Linked DNA regions of Mus musculus: regions 2 and 3 are each linked to region 1. Evidence: chromatin contacts called from public Hi-C and HiChIP or PLAC-seq data. All regions are on one chromosome and are shown on one strand. Each heading gives the region's core, a stretch centred on a gene start, on an enhancer-like site or on the middle of the called end of the contact. The rest is flanking DNA. Distances are from core to core; before and after follow the strand shown.

Region 1 (3,882 bases), core at 471-2,970:
GGCCTGCCTGTTCTTGTCACGACACACTCCGTCTCCGTTTCCAGAGATGATCACTCAGGTAAAGGATAGCCAGGATGTGACAATCACAGCAAATAACAACTATAAAAAGTGAGATTTCAGCATTCCTTCCCCAAAGTGTTTCCCCCTAAAAGTCATGCGGGTTCTGGCATACAATTAGGACATGCAGCTGCAGCTGGTTTGGAACAAGGAGAACCTGTTTGGAAAAAAAAAAAAAAACCAAAAACACAAAAACACAAAATGGGACCCAGCTGCCTGAAGCAGTTTAGGAAATATCACTTTTCATTACAATGTGGTTTTGAACTGATCTGATCAGTTAATCAAAACAATAGACTAGAGCTTCTTAAATTAAAAGTTTAAAGGCTTTTGGGGTGTTTGTTTGTTTGTTTTGGGGTGGTGTTGTGTCTCGGCTTTCCGACAGCCTGAAATAGCATCATGAATTTCTCCTTCTAAGACCTCTATGACACCGTGCACTGTTCTTTTCATTCAGGATGTCTACCGTTGCTGCTTTCCTTGCTTTTAGTAAATGCCAGTCATGTTGCCAGAGTTGGAAGCAAGGTCGTGGAAGCTGTAGCCTTTGTCGAATGGAGCCCGGGATGCGCCTCTTCTCTGTCACTCTCCCAGAATATGCCAAGTTTAGTCTTGCAGCCCTGCCTGCACAGAGCCCAGAAAGAAGTGAATCCCCTTCAAAGAGAAATGTCTGTAACTTACAGAGAGCAAAACAAAAACAGCAACAGTGAAAAAGACCAAAACACAAACGTCTTGGGATGATTGGCCTCAACCTCATCCTGAGCATCCTGCACAGATGGCTCAAACTTTCTGCAATTTGGAATTTAATGAGGGGTTTTAAATTTAATCATTGCTTCTAAAAACTGGACTTTCTTCATGTCATAACTCAATTTACTTTCTCCCTCCCCTCTGCAGTCTCTGAATCCTACTCAGGAGAGAATCAGGTGGGAACCTGTAAACACAGAAAGAGTGGGAAAGGCTGTGTGATCAGAGGCTGCAACAAGACTTGACCCCCTCGGAAAGCAGGAGGAAGAGATGGGAGCAGGATGCGTGTTCCCACTGCTAGCTTTTCCAGAGACTCTTAGATACCACCTAGGCCTTCCAGGTCTGCTTTCCTTCTGTGACAAGAATGGAATACTTTTTTTTTTTTAAGAGCAAAATACCATTAGAATAGCACCAAGAAAGGAACAAGACCCCCAGCTCCAGAGACAGGATGCGGAGCTCTGCTCTGACCCAGGTGACTCAAGATGAAACTGTTCCATTAAATTCCTCAGAGAGTTTGACCAAGTTTCCCCAAAACATCTAGGACCTGGGAGACACTAGTTTTCTCAGCTAAGGCCAACAATGACTTCCATCTTTATGATTCCAGTATGATATTTATTTGACAAGCAAGTTATACATGGGTATATCCGAAGTTGGCTATGAAAGGAACACTTTCAGCAGGGCCTGCTGGCCCACATCTGCCACCCAGCACGTGGTTGGCTGAGGCAGGATAAGCTCCAGTTTGTGGCCAGCGTGGAGTACATAGTGAGCTGTAGGCCTGAGCTACATGATGGGAATCTGACTCAATAAAAATAAACAAAGACAGACAGACAGACAAGGAAAATAAATGGTGTAAAGTATACTACCAGTCCATGACCCTTGAAGAGGAGGTTCTGGTGGGAACGTAATGAAGAGCCAACCAGGAGCCTTAGGTGGTTCGCTGGCTTTCTGAAGAGGCAAGTGGATAGTGAGTGATTCATGGACCATGAGACCCACAATTGCCTGACTAAGCCACCCACCAAAGAGTGATGGGGGTGGGGGATGGAAGCAAAGGAACAACATGTCTCAGCTGGCCTGGCATCCCTGTACCAGTGTAGCTTGCCTAAACCAGGACACTTAGAGGCTGCACAAGGGGCTGGTGTGATGGCCACACCTTTGATCCCAGTACTCAAGAGATAGACCAGCCTGGTCTACAAAGCAAGCTTTGGGACAGTTGGGGCTGTTGCAAAAAAAGAAACTCTGCCTTGAAGAAAGAGAGGAGAGAGAGGAGAGGCACTACACAAGCACCTTCAGTGCCTGCCAGGCCTCAGCATAAGACCTGAGAGGCAGAGGGAAGGAGAACCTTACTTTTCTAGACAGCATCCTAGCCCCAGATTGGTCAACGACTCCTGATGGCACCAGGCACTTCTCCCATTATTTCTCCTTTCCCAAGGAACAGCCCAGGAGTCTAAGGAAAGCCAAGGAGAGCGGTTCCATACTACTTACCCAGTCCTTTTCCAGTAGACAGGAAGTCTCTTCCAAATATGGACAGGAAGTTGTTTCCTGGTTCTGCCTCAATGCAAATAAATAAAATCCCTGTGTGAATAAATAATCTAGTTGGTGTCCCAGCATTGTCTAACACATGCTAACCAGGATTCCAGAGGAGACTATGAGGGTGTGGCGGGGTGGGTGAGTCACCATAGTTTTGCAAATTCATATAAAACCGAAAACAGATGAACTCCCAGCTTAGGGTTTTTTAGTTCTGAGTGACTCAAGGCAAATATGTTGGTTATTAGAATTTGGAACACACACACCCACCCCTTAAGTTGATGTTCTAAAGTTAAATGGTGCTTGCTTTCCCAAAGCTAGTCACTGAACATTTTTATAGCAGTACAATATTCTCTCTTGACTGTTGGCTTCATGAGGAATGAATTACAAAATCTAACATGGGAAGTCAGAAATGGATTCAACTGACACTTCCGGAGCTCTGCCTGACCCTTCCCTGGCCAGGACACAACTGTTTGAGAAGAATGGACGCTTGGGAGAGAGGGGAGGGTATAGATTCTAAGGCCACAGGTGCTTGCTCACTGCCTGGTCTGCCTGGGAAGTCAGTGCCTGAGTCTGAGTGAGGACATCAAATTCCCCTCTGTAGATATTTAAGAAACTCAGGCTGACAAGATAGCTTAGCAAGGACCTTTGTCCTTCAAGCCTGACAGGTACAGACACTGGAGACCTCACAGAGGCGATAGAAAACCAAGTCTACAAGGTAGTCCTCTGAATGCCACAATCACGCTGTGGAGCGAGTGCCCACCCAACAAAATAATCCCCCGCTCATAATACCAAGAACGAGTTCAATTTAAAAATTAAAAGAAAGTCAGTTTTCTTAAATGCCCCAAATTAAGAGGAAATAGTGTGTGTGTGTGTGTTTTTTTTTTTTTTCATATTCACATGGCTCTTTACTGGATTAAAATTTCAGGCCTTGTTACGTACCCAGACTCAATAAAATCTGCTCCTGCCTTCATGAAAGAAACCTAGCTGTGGGTAGAAACATGGATGTGGAAAGGTAAACTATAAATATATTAGGCAAATGGATACAGAATGCAATAGGCTGGTAGATTGCTCAATCATGGGCATAAGGACCTGAGTTTCATCACCAGGACTGCCACAAAAACTCTGAGCTTAGTACTACACTCCTGTAATGCCAGTTCTGGGAAGGTGAAGATGGGTCAGATTTTGGCACTCCTTGGCCAGCCAGTGTAGCCTAATTGTGAACTCCAGGCCAGTGAGATGTTCTATCTCAAAAACAAAGAAAACCAAGATGGTTGGTACCCAAGCTACAGCATCTGAAGATGATCTCTGGCTTCTGTTATCATGAAACACACACACACACACACACACACACACACACACACACAAGAGTACCTGTGTGTGCACACAAAGAATATACACAGCCAAAGTACATTAAATATAATATTAAATGTTTCTAAGCTCAGATTTCATTTGCGCTGAGATCTGAAAGATGAGAGAGAGAGGCAGGAACAGAGAGTTTGTATGTGAAGGAGGAAAGGCCAGAACAGAGCACCCTGTAAGAGCAGAAGCTGGGCGGTGAAGAGC
Region 2 (3,882 bases), core at 423-2,922, 180 kb before region 1:
GATTATCAGACTCAATACCCACGGAGCCAATTTGCCAGCCCCGCTCTCTTTTATTGAGGACCACAATCTAGGACCTTGTACATCCAAGGCGAGTAGTGCTCCACTGCTGAGCTCCGTTCACCCTGGGGGATCTGGTCTTATTCCTTAATGTGATGGAGGAACAGGGGTGGGAGACAGGAATTCACATCCCAGACAGTGTTTCTTTGTTTCTTCCCTCCTGGCAGGTCACAGGGTCAACCCAGGTCCTCCTTGAGAGAGCTCAAATACCAGGCAGGATGCTGATAGGACTGGAGACTTGGCAGATGGAGCAGGGACACATTTGGGGCTTCCCAGGGTGCTGGCAGCTTCTATCATGAAGTCAGGGACAGGATCTACACGTGTATGCTGCTTCTGACATAACACCCTCTCAGAAAGCCCATGACTGCTGGCCTTTCCCCGAGGGTCTCCAGAGATCTCTCTCCCACCCTTCCTTCTACTCCCCTCCTGTCTCCCTTAGTTCTTTTCTTCAATCAATTACTTATTAACGCTCATCAACACCCGCTCCGTGCCAGGCCCTGGCCTGGGTACAGTGGTGATGAGGTTACATTTTGGTTCAGTGGATTATAGTAGGATGCAGCTTTGATCCCACTAAACGCCTTAAAAAAAGAAAACTCTTTTTGACTTTGTGTTAGGGCCATTTGGGAGGCCGGGAGATGGCAACTGTTTTATGGTCTTGGTGTCTGACAGACCTGCCTACAAACATTCTTCCTGGAGAGGTTTGTTTTTGTTGTTTTGTTTTTGAACTGAAGGGAACTCCAAAGCTCCTTTTTCTCATCTATAAAATGTGACGTACAGTTTAGCACTGTCATAGTCAGGGTTTCTATTCCTGCACAAACATCATGACCAAGAAGCAAGTTGGGGAGGAAAGGGTTTATTCGGCTTACACTTCCATACTGCTGTTCATCACCAAAGGAAGTCAGGACTGGAACTCAAGCAGGTCAGGAAGCAGGAGCTGATGCAGAGGCCATGGAGGGATGTTACTTACTGGCTTGCTTCCCCTGGCTTGCTTCTCTCTTATAGACCCAAGACTACCAGCCCAGGGATGGCAGCACCCACAAGGGGCCCTCCCCCCCTTGATCACTAATTGAGAAAAGGCCTTACAGTTGTATCTCATGGAGGCATTTCCCCAACTGAAATTGCTTTCTCTATGATAACTCCAGCTTGTGTCAAGTTGACACACAAATCCAGCCAGTACAAGCATTCTGTTGTAGTGGTGATTAGATGAGATAGGTTGTTAGTAATAATGGTTAACACGTAACTGGTAAAGATCTATCCATTTGTTGAGTGTCTTTTATATCCCAAGCAGAGTTCTGAAGGCTAGGGAGACAGATGTGAGAAAAATAAGCCATCTATGCTGAACTCACAAAAGCCTGCGCCGGCTAGACTTTCTAGGTATCTCAAGTGGAGTTTGAAGTCAGGCTGGTGCCAAACTATTCTTGTGCATCTCATCAGCTTGCCTCTGGCTGCACAAGAAATGGTGAGGAGAAAACTGCAGAATGCAGTGGTCAGTCAGTCATGTGCGAGCCCGTCGGAACACATCAGCTGAGCACCTGCATGTGCCTGCCCTGTGGGATGTGACTGTGACACACAGCCAGGCGAGACTGCTACTCTCATGACACACTGTGGCAAGAATAGTGATGACAAACAGGTGAGTAAGATACTTCCCAGTAGCCAGAGTGCCATGAGGAATGGGGAGGTGTGCTCAGGAGGAAGCAAGAGGTGGAATGTTCTGGAAGAGATTCTGGGGAATCAGACAGCTGAGCTGAGTCTGGGATCGGGCATTGGCTGCAGGAAGGGCCAGAGCAAGCATTGCTGGCCACCATTGAGTCTTTCCAGTGGTTTTTCTATTCCAGCGTCCAGCTGTTTCTCATCTAGTTCCAGAGGAAAATGATGTAGAGAAACTTGTGTTTTGTCGAAGATTTATAATTTAACCTTTCTGGTTCTAGAGCCAATTCTGCCATGAACAAACAATCTTAACTCCACAGTTTCCTCTGAGCGCTGGGACTTAAGAATTCCTTTCAGAGGGCCAGCTGCGTGAGTTCTTCTGCTGACACGCACCAGGAAATGATCCATCTCTAGACTTTGAATCCAAAAGGTCCTTTTCTAAATGTCCTCTCCATAACTGGTCTCCAGTGAGTCAGCGCTGCACCAGCGGAATGTGACTCACTCTGCCTAAAGAGAAAATGGAAGGATTCTCAAATATATTGAGGTCTACGAACAGGAGGATCTGAAGCACGCCCACGAGACTTAAAGCAGTTTACCTGTGGCAGGCATACACAGAGAGGTGTCCATTCCTTATCTTTGTGGTCCAGCCTAGTTCTGACTACAGGCAAGATCATTCTTTGCAATGAAAGACATCTTAAAAAAGTATTCTTTTTATTTTATGAGTGAATGTTTTGCCCACATGTATATGTATGTACCACATGTATACTTGGTGTCGAAAGAGGTCAGAAAAGGACATGAGATCTCCTGGAACTAAAGTTGTGAATGGTTTTGAGCTACCATGTGCGTGCTAGGAATTGAACTCAGGACCTCTGCAAGAGCAGCAAGTGCTCTTAACCACTGAGCCATCTCCCTAGCCTGAAAGTAAATTTTTTTTTTTAAATTCTGGGTTTATAGAGGATGGCTCAGTGGTTAAGAGCACATACTGTTCTTTTAGAGTCTGGTACTCAGTATCCATGGTGACAGGCTCACAACCACTTGTAACTCCAGGGGGAAGCTGGCTCCTCTGGCTCCTCTGGCTCTCTTGAGCACCTGCACTTAGGTGCACACATCCACACTCAGACCTTCCATACACACAATTAAAAATAACAATAGTAAATCTTTAATTAAAAAGTCATTTCTTTCCATTACCTGTATAAATGTGTTTTTTTTTTTTTAAAAATTGTAAGAGGGTTCAGAAAATCCTTGGCCATGTCTTTATGTTAGATCCTGAACATATGATGAGTATAGCCAAAGAGAATCGCCCTTAAGGTAGATTACACCATAGACTACAATACCAAAGGCAGTTGGATGCTACAAGGAAGGAGAGCTGCAGAGACGGCTCAGTGGCTGAGAACTCTTGCTGCTCTCAGAGGGCTCAGGTTTGGTTCTCAGAACCTGCACAGAGGCTCACAGCTGTCTGTAACTCCAGTTCCAGCGGATCTGACAACCTCTTGTGGCCTCTATGGGAAGCAGCCGTATGTGTAGTTCAGACATAGATGCAGGGAAAAAGAAAACACCCATTAACATAAAATATTTTTTTTAAACTTAAAAAAAAAAAAAAAGGAAAATAGACTTGTCATGGTTTGGACACAAAATGGCTTCAAAGTCTCCTGAGTTGAAGACTTGGTTACCAGATGGTGGCATTACATAGAGGTCATTGGATCACAAGGGCACTAATGTCCGTGGATTAGCTCATTACTGTGTTGGTAGCTGTCTGGGGTGCTGGGGTTTAGTTGGAAGAAGTGGGTCACTAGGGAGGCACACCTTTGAAAGCTATGTCTTGCTCCAGGCCCTTCCTGTTTTTCTCTACTTCCTGGCTTCTCTGCCACACAACTCTCCCGCCATCATTATGATAGTCTGCCTCTCTCCAGGCCTGAAGAGGTGGACTTTGAAAGCATGAATTAGACTAAATCTTACCTTTAAGATTTTTTCTTTTGACAGATGTGGTGTTCTAGGCCTTCAATCCCAGTCCTTGGGAGGCAGAGGCACCAGGATCTCTGTGGATGGCAGAGCAGACTGCTCTATGTGGTGAGTTTCAGGCCAGCCAGGGACACACAGTGAGGCCCTGTCTTGAAAGGAAAAGAAGGTTTTTTTTCTTCCCCAATTACTTTGTTGTGGCATTAAAGGTTGATCAGCACA
Region 3 (3,882 bases), core at 571-3,070, 140 kb before region 1:
AGTAATGGAAATATGACTAACACAAGGTTTGTGAAAAGCATTAAGAGAACAAACTTTAAGCCCTCGGTGCATAGAGCAAATGTCTCAATGCAGCCATTGGATTATTTATATAGACTTCAAAACAGCATGCTGTGTGTAATAGGTACACAGAGTGCTGTCAACTAAAATAAATAACTTTAAGATTATTTATTTAGTATATGAATAATGTACTTAGTGAACACACATGTTCACATGGCACAATGTGTGTGTAGGTCAGAGGCCAACTTGTGGAAGTTATCTCTTTTCATTATGTGGGTTAGGGGAATCCAACTTAGGACATCTGTCTTGGTACTAAGTGCCTTTGTCTGCTGAGCAAGATCCTATGGTTGCTGCACCTTAATAACTACTGAAGACTCTTTAATAAAGTTTTTGTCTACTTGTGAATGGGGTTTCATTGAGCTCTTCTATCCTAGGGAAGGGAGGAAGAGAGGGAGGGAGGGAGGGAGGGAGAGAGAGAGAGAGAGAGAGAGAGAGAGAGAGAGAGAGAGAGAGAGAGAGAGAGAGAGAGAGAGACTTAGTCCACACGTAATTAACTACAAGGATGTAGAAGTGACAGATGAGCAATTTGCCTTCCTTGGAGGCTCTGCAGCTTGAGAAGACAGACAGAAACTGGAGTCCCCTCCTCGGTGTGGTAACTACCTTTCCATTGTTGTGACCTAATATCCCACGGAAGGAAGTTAAGGAAGGGGGAGTTTATTTGGCTGGTGTTTTTGGGTTTTACAGACCATCATAGCAGGGAAGACATGACAGCCAAGTTATGAAGCCTTTGATGACTACGTTACATATGCAGCCAGGAATCAGAGAGAAATGAACCCTCTCACACTATCTTCTATGTGTTCTGTGCCATCACTCCTTAGGGGACCAGAGGGTCCTTTACAGTCCCATCCCGAGTCACCCTCACTGCTGTAAAAGTCCATAATCTAATCTACCCTTAGGGGATTAAAGTGATTTAGGAAAGCAACCTGGGCCACCAGCTTGGGACCCAGGATGGGGCCTTCCCACTTACTCATTATTAAGACTGATAGACTAATAATTCTATACCACGTGGGCAAGCATTTCCTACGAGCCATTCCTATATCTTGTTCCTCAATACCCCCAAGTTTGTAGTCTATGGCACAGAGAGCATGGATTGAGGTGTTTTGTCTTGTTTTGTTTAGATTATTTTATGTATGCGAGTACACTGTTCCTCTCTTCGGACACCCCAGAAGAGGGCATCAGATCCCATTACAGATGGTTGTGTGTCACCGTGTGGTTGCTGGGAATTGAACTCAGGACCTTTGGAAGAGCAGTCAGTGCTCTTAACCGCTGAACCACATCTTCAACCCAGAGAGTGAGTTTTGACAGCTGGACAGTGTGTGGTTGTAAAACATAGTTCATTTTCCTGGGTTTGGGATAGCCTTGAGAAACAAAAAGGGTAAGCCTGTGGTCACCGAGCACTCTGTAGTTCTGGATAGAGGGTCTCATTCCTGAATCACCCTCTGTGCTGTGAAAGTTCCTAATTCCATAATGGAGGAGTTGCAGAGGTCATGGAGAGATCCCGTCCTTAATATGACTCAAAGCTTCATTATGCCAAGGAATGCTCTCTCTCAGGGCAGTGTTCTATAACGAGGTCAGCACATTTCGCCACAAAGCCCAGATCCTGGAAATATCTGAGTAATACCAGTATCATGTCTTCACGGGGGTGACATAGTCTCCTATCCGACCCCTAGGAGTGCAGACCGCCTGATCTCAAGCGCTTTGTCTCCTCCGGGTGCTTTTCTCGGTTAACTACCCAGTCATCTCCTTCTGCAGCCAAGAACAATCTTGGTCTGCATCTTTGCTTTCCAGTCAGGAAGGGTGGTGCAGCTCAGTCCTGTCTGACACATGCTGCTGATTCACTATGGCTCTAGGGAAATCCCTCCTTGCTATTTTATTAGAATATGAATCTGGTAGCAGGGGTCAGATTTCAGTTCGGTTTGTAAAAGCACAGTGGAAACACTCATGTGGTTAAGCCTGAGGGTGGATAGATATGTATTTCTTTCATGTGTTTTGTTTAGGGACAGTGTCTCGCATGGAGTCCAGGCTGGCCTCAACCTCATAATCCTCCTGCCTCAGCTTCCCAAGTGTTCTCTTTTGTCTCTCTTTTATTATGCTATGAGACTAAGAACTATCAAGGACACCTTGTTCTCAAAGGCCCAAGCATGAAGAATTTATGAAATTGGAAGCCAGTTTGCAAGTAAGGATATATTGAGGCCTTGGTTGAGCTGTTTTTTTTTTAAAGGAATTTTTAAATTAAAATGTCAAATACCAACTGATTATTTAATTGTGGTATTTTGTTCATATATGTCACTATATTTGTATTGAACCATCTCTCCCACTGTCCCCTTTCCTCTCTGACTCTGTCCTTGTTGTTCTCAGCCTGAAGAGTCAGGCATAAACTCAGAAGGGGATAAAAGATAGAGTCACATCCAGGTCTCTGGTCAACAGGGGCAGGCTGTGTGAGGCCATTCTGGATTCACTGTCACTCGGAGGGATCCCCTCCTCAGAACATACTCATAGAGTGAGAGAGATAATTTGACAGACCCTGTGGTAAGATTGCTATGGTGGGAAATGCTCAATGCTTGGTCTCCAACTGCTGGTGCCATCTGAGTTTGTGCAGAGGTGAAGCTTTGCTGAAGGAAGTGGACCACTGGGAACAGAACTGGGATTCTGTAGTCTGGCCCCACCAGCTCCTATGCTCTCTGCTTCCTGACTACAACACAATGTGACCAGCTGCCCCTCACTCCTGCTGCCAGGGCCTCCCACCATGAAGGCTTTATCCCCTCAACCGATGGTCTATAATTCACTCTCTGTCCCTCAGTAGCATCTTGTTGGCTATACTGTCTTAGCAGCAAAGAAAATGATACTGCAGTTGTGATAGCGCATCCATTAGAGAGTCGGAGGCACAAGAATTGGGGTTTGGGGCTCTGGCAATGGGATCCTGCTGCTACACATAATGAGAATGAGGATGGCCGCCAACTGGCCCATTCACCCAACAAGTGTGCGACACCTTGAAGGTTCTGGGGCAGGAGATCGAGGTTAACCAATAAAGGGAGTGTCTGCTCCCAAGGGTTTGCTCCATAGTCCAGCAGGGAGCTCTGGGAAATCATAGAATTGCTAAGAAAAGACAAACAAGGGCTAGACAATGCAGCATCCTGGAAGAGCCAAGGGGGCTTCCTGGAAGCCTAGATGTCTACGTATCCCATAGGAAGGATTTAGTCAGAGAAGGGGTTGATGTAAGAGTGGTGTGGGCTCTGGATAGCTAACTACAGAGGACCAAGCTAAGGCTGCTCAGCACAAGTTGCAGGAGAAGCCGAGCAAGGGCAAGGTCAGGTCTTGCAGAGCCCTGACAGTGCATTCTAATGGAAGCAGAGTTTTCATTAGAGAGAAATGAGAGCTACTGAGGCCGCCTGAAAATGGCTGGATTCTTAATTAGACCTGGAGCTAGGTGATCTTACACCAGTCACTTGTTTTGGGAAGGTGACTGTGATGGCTATTCTTGGTTGTCAACTTGACAACCTCTGGAATGAACTAGAACCCCCCAATGGAGGGACACACCTGTGAGGGATTTTTGCTTAATTTGAAGTGGGAAGATCTACTTCTAATTGGATCTTTGAGGAAGGCAGACACCTCTACAATGGGCCATGGGTTTCCCTGGAAGCCTTTATAAGGACTCAGAAGAGGGAAGCTTTTGCTTTGTGCTTGCTTGCTGACTACTTGCTAGCAGGCCCATTTTTTGGCTATCACTAGAGCCTACTTCCACATGCTGGTGTATACTGAAGACCAGCTGAGACTCCAGCCTCATGGACTGAGCATGGACTACTA

What was found. HiChIP or PLAC-seq counts read pairs in DNA pulled down with a chosen protein or histone mark. Hi-C and Micro-C count contacts between places; a contact is called where the count stands out from the background.
Region 2: a CTCF HiChIP or PLAC-seq map of the NIH/3T3 cell line shows a contact between it and region 1, with 7 read pairs. The contact joins two enhancer-like sites. A contact is called at or near these places in 1 of 15 datasets of contacts at CTCF or cohesin (the NIH/3T3 cell line) and 2 of 484 Hi-C or Micro-C datasets (adipose-derived mesenchymal stem cells and epiblasts).
Region 3: a contact with region 1 is called in a Hi-C map of embryonic fibroblasts, with 2.1 times the contacts expected there. The contact joins two enhancer-like sites. A contact is called at or near these places in 4 of 484 Hi-C or Micro-C datasets (embryonic fibroblasts, embryonic stem cells and trophoblast stem cells), 2 of 115 datasets of contacts at active chromatin or transcription factors (both in embryonic stem cells) and 1 of 9 other capture datasets (embryonic stem cells).

Annotation. Positions count from the first base shown.
Region 1 is chr5:74,751,734-74,755,615 of GRCm38.p6, reverse strand. No RefSeq gene overlaps it. Among named protein-coding and RNA genes, the nearest start is that of Lnx1, 51 kb to the right of the region's middle. Within about 2 kb of position 1,720, at least 54 of the 459 cell types and tissues checked have an H3K27ac peak or open chromatin away from gene starts, as enhancers often do. A contact at or near this core is called in the NIH/3T3 cell line and embryonic fibroblasts, where this site is marked.
Region 2 is chr5:74,934,066-74,937,947 of GRCm38.p6, reverse strand. No RefSeq gene overlaps it. Among named protein-coding and RNA genes, the nearest start is that of Gm52779, 8.3 kb to the left of the region's middle. Within about 2 kb of position 1,672, at least 56 of the 459 cell types and tissues checked have an H3K27ac peak or open chromatin away from gene starts, as enhancers often do. A contact at or near this core is called in the NIH/3T3 cell line, where this site is marked.
Region 3 is chr5:74,895,234-74,899,115 of GRCm38.p6, reverse strand. No RefSeq gene overlaps it. Among named protein-coding and RNA genes, the nearest start is that of Gm52779, 47 kb to the left of the region's middle. Within about 2 kb of position 1,820, at least 71 of the 459 cell types and tissues checked have an H3K27ac peak or open chromatin away from gene starts, as enhancers often do. A contact at or near this core is called in embryonic fibroblasts, where this site is marked.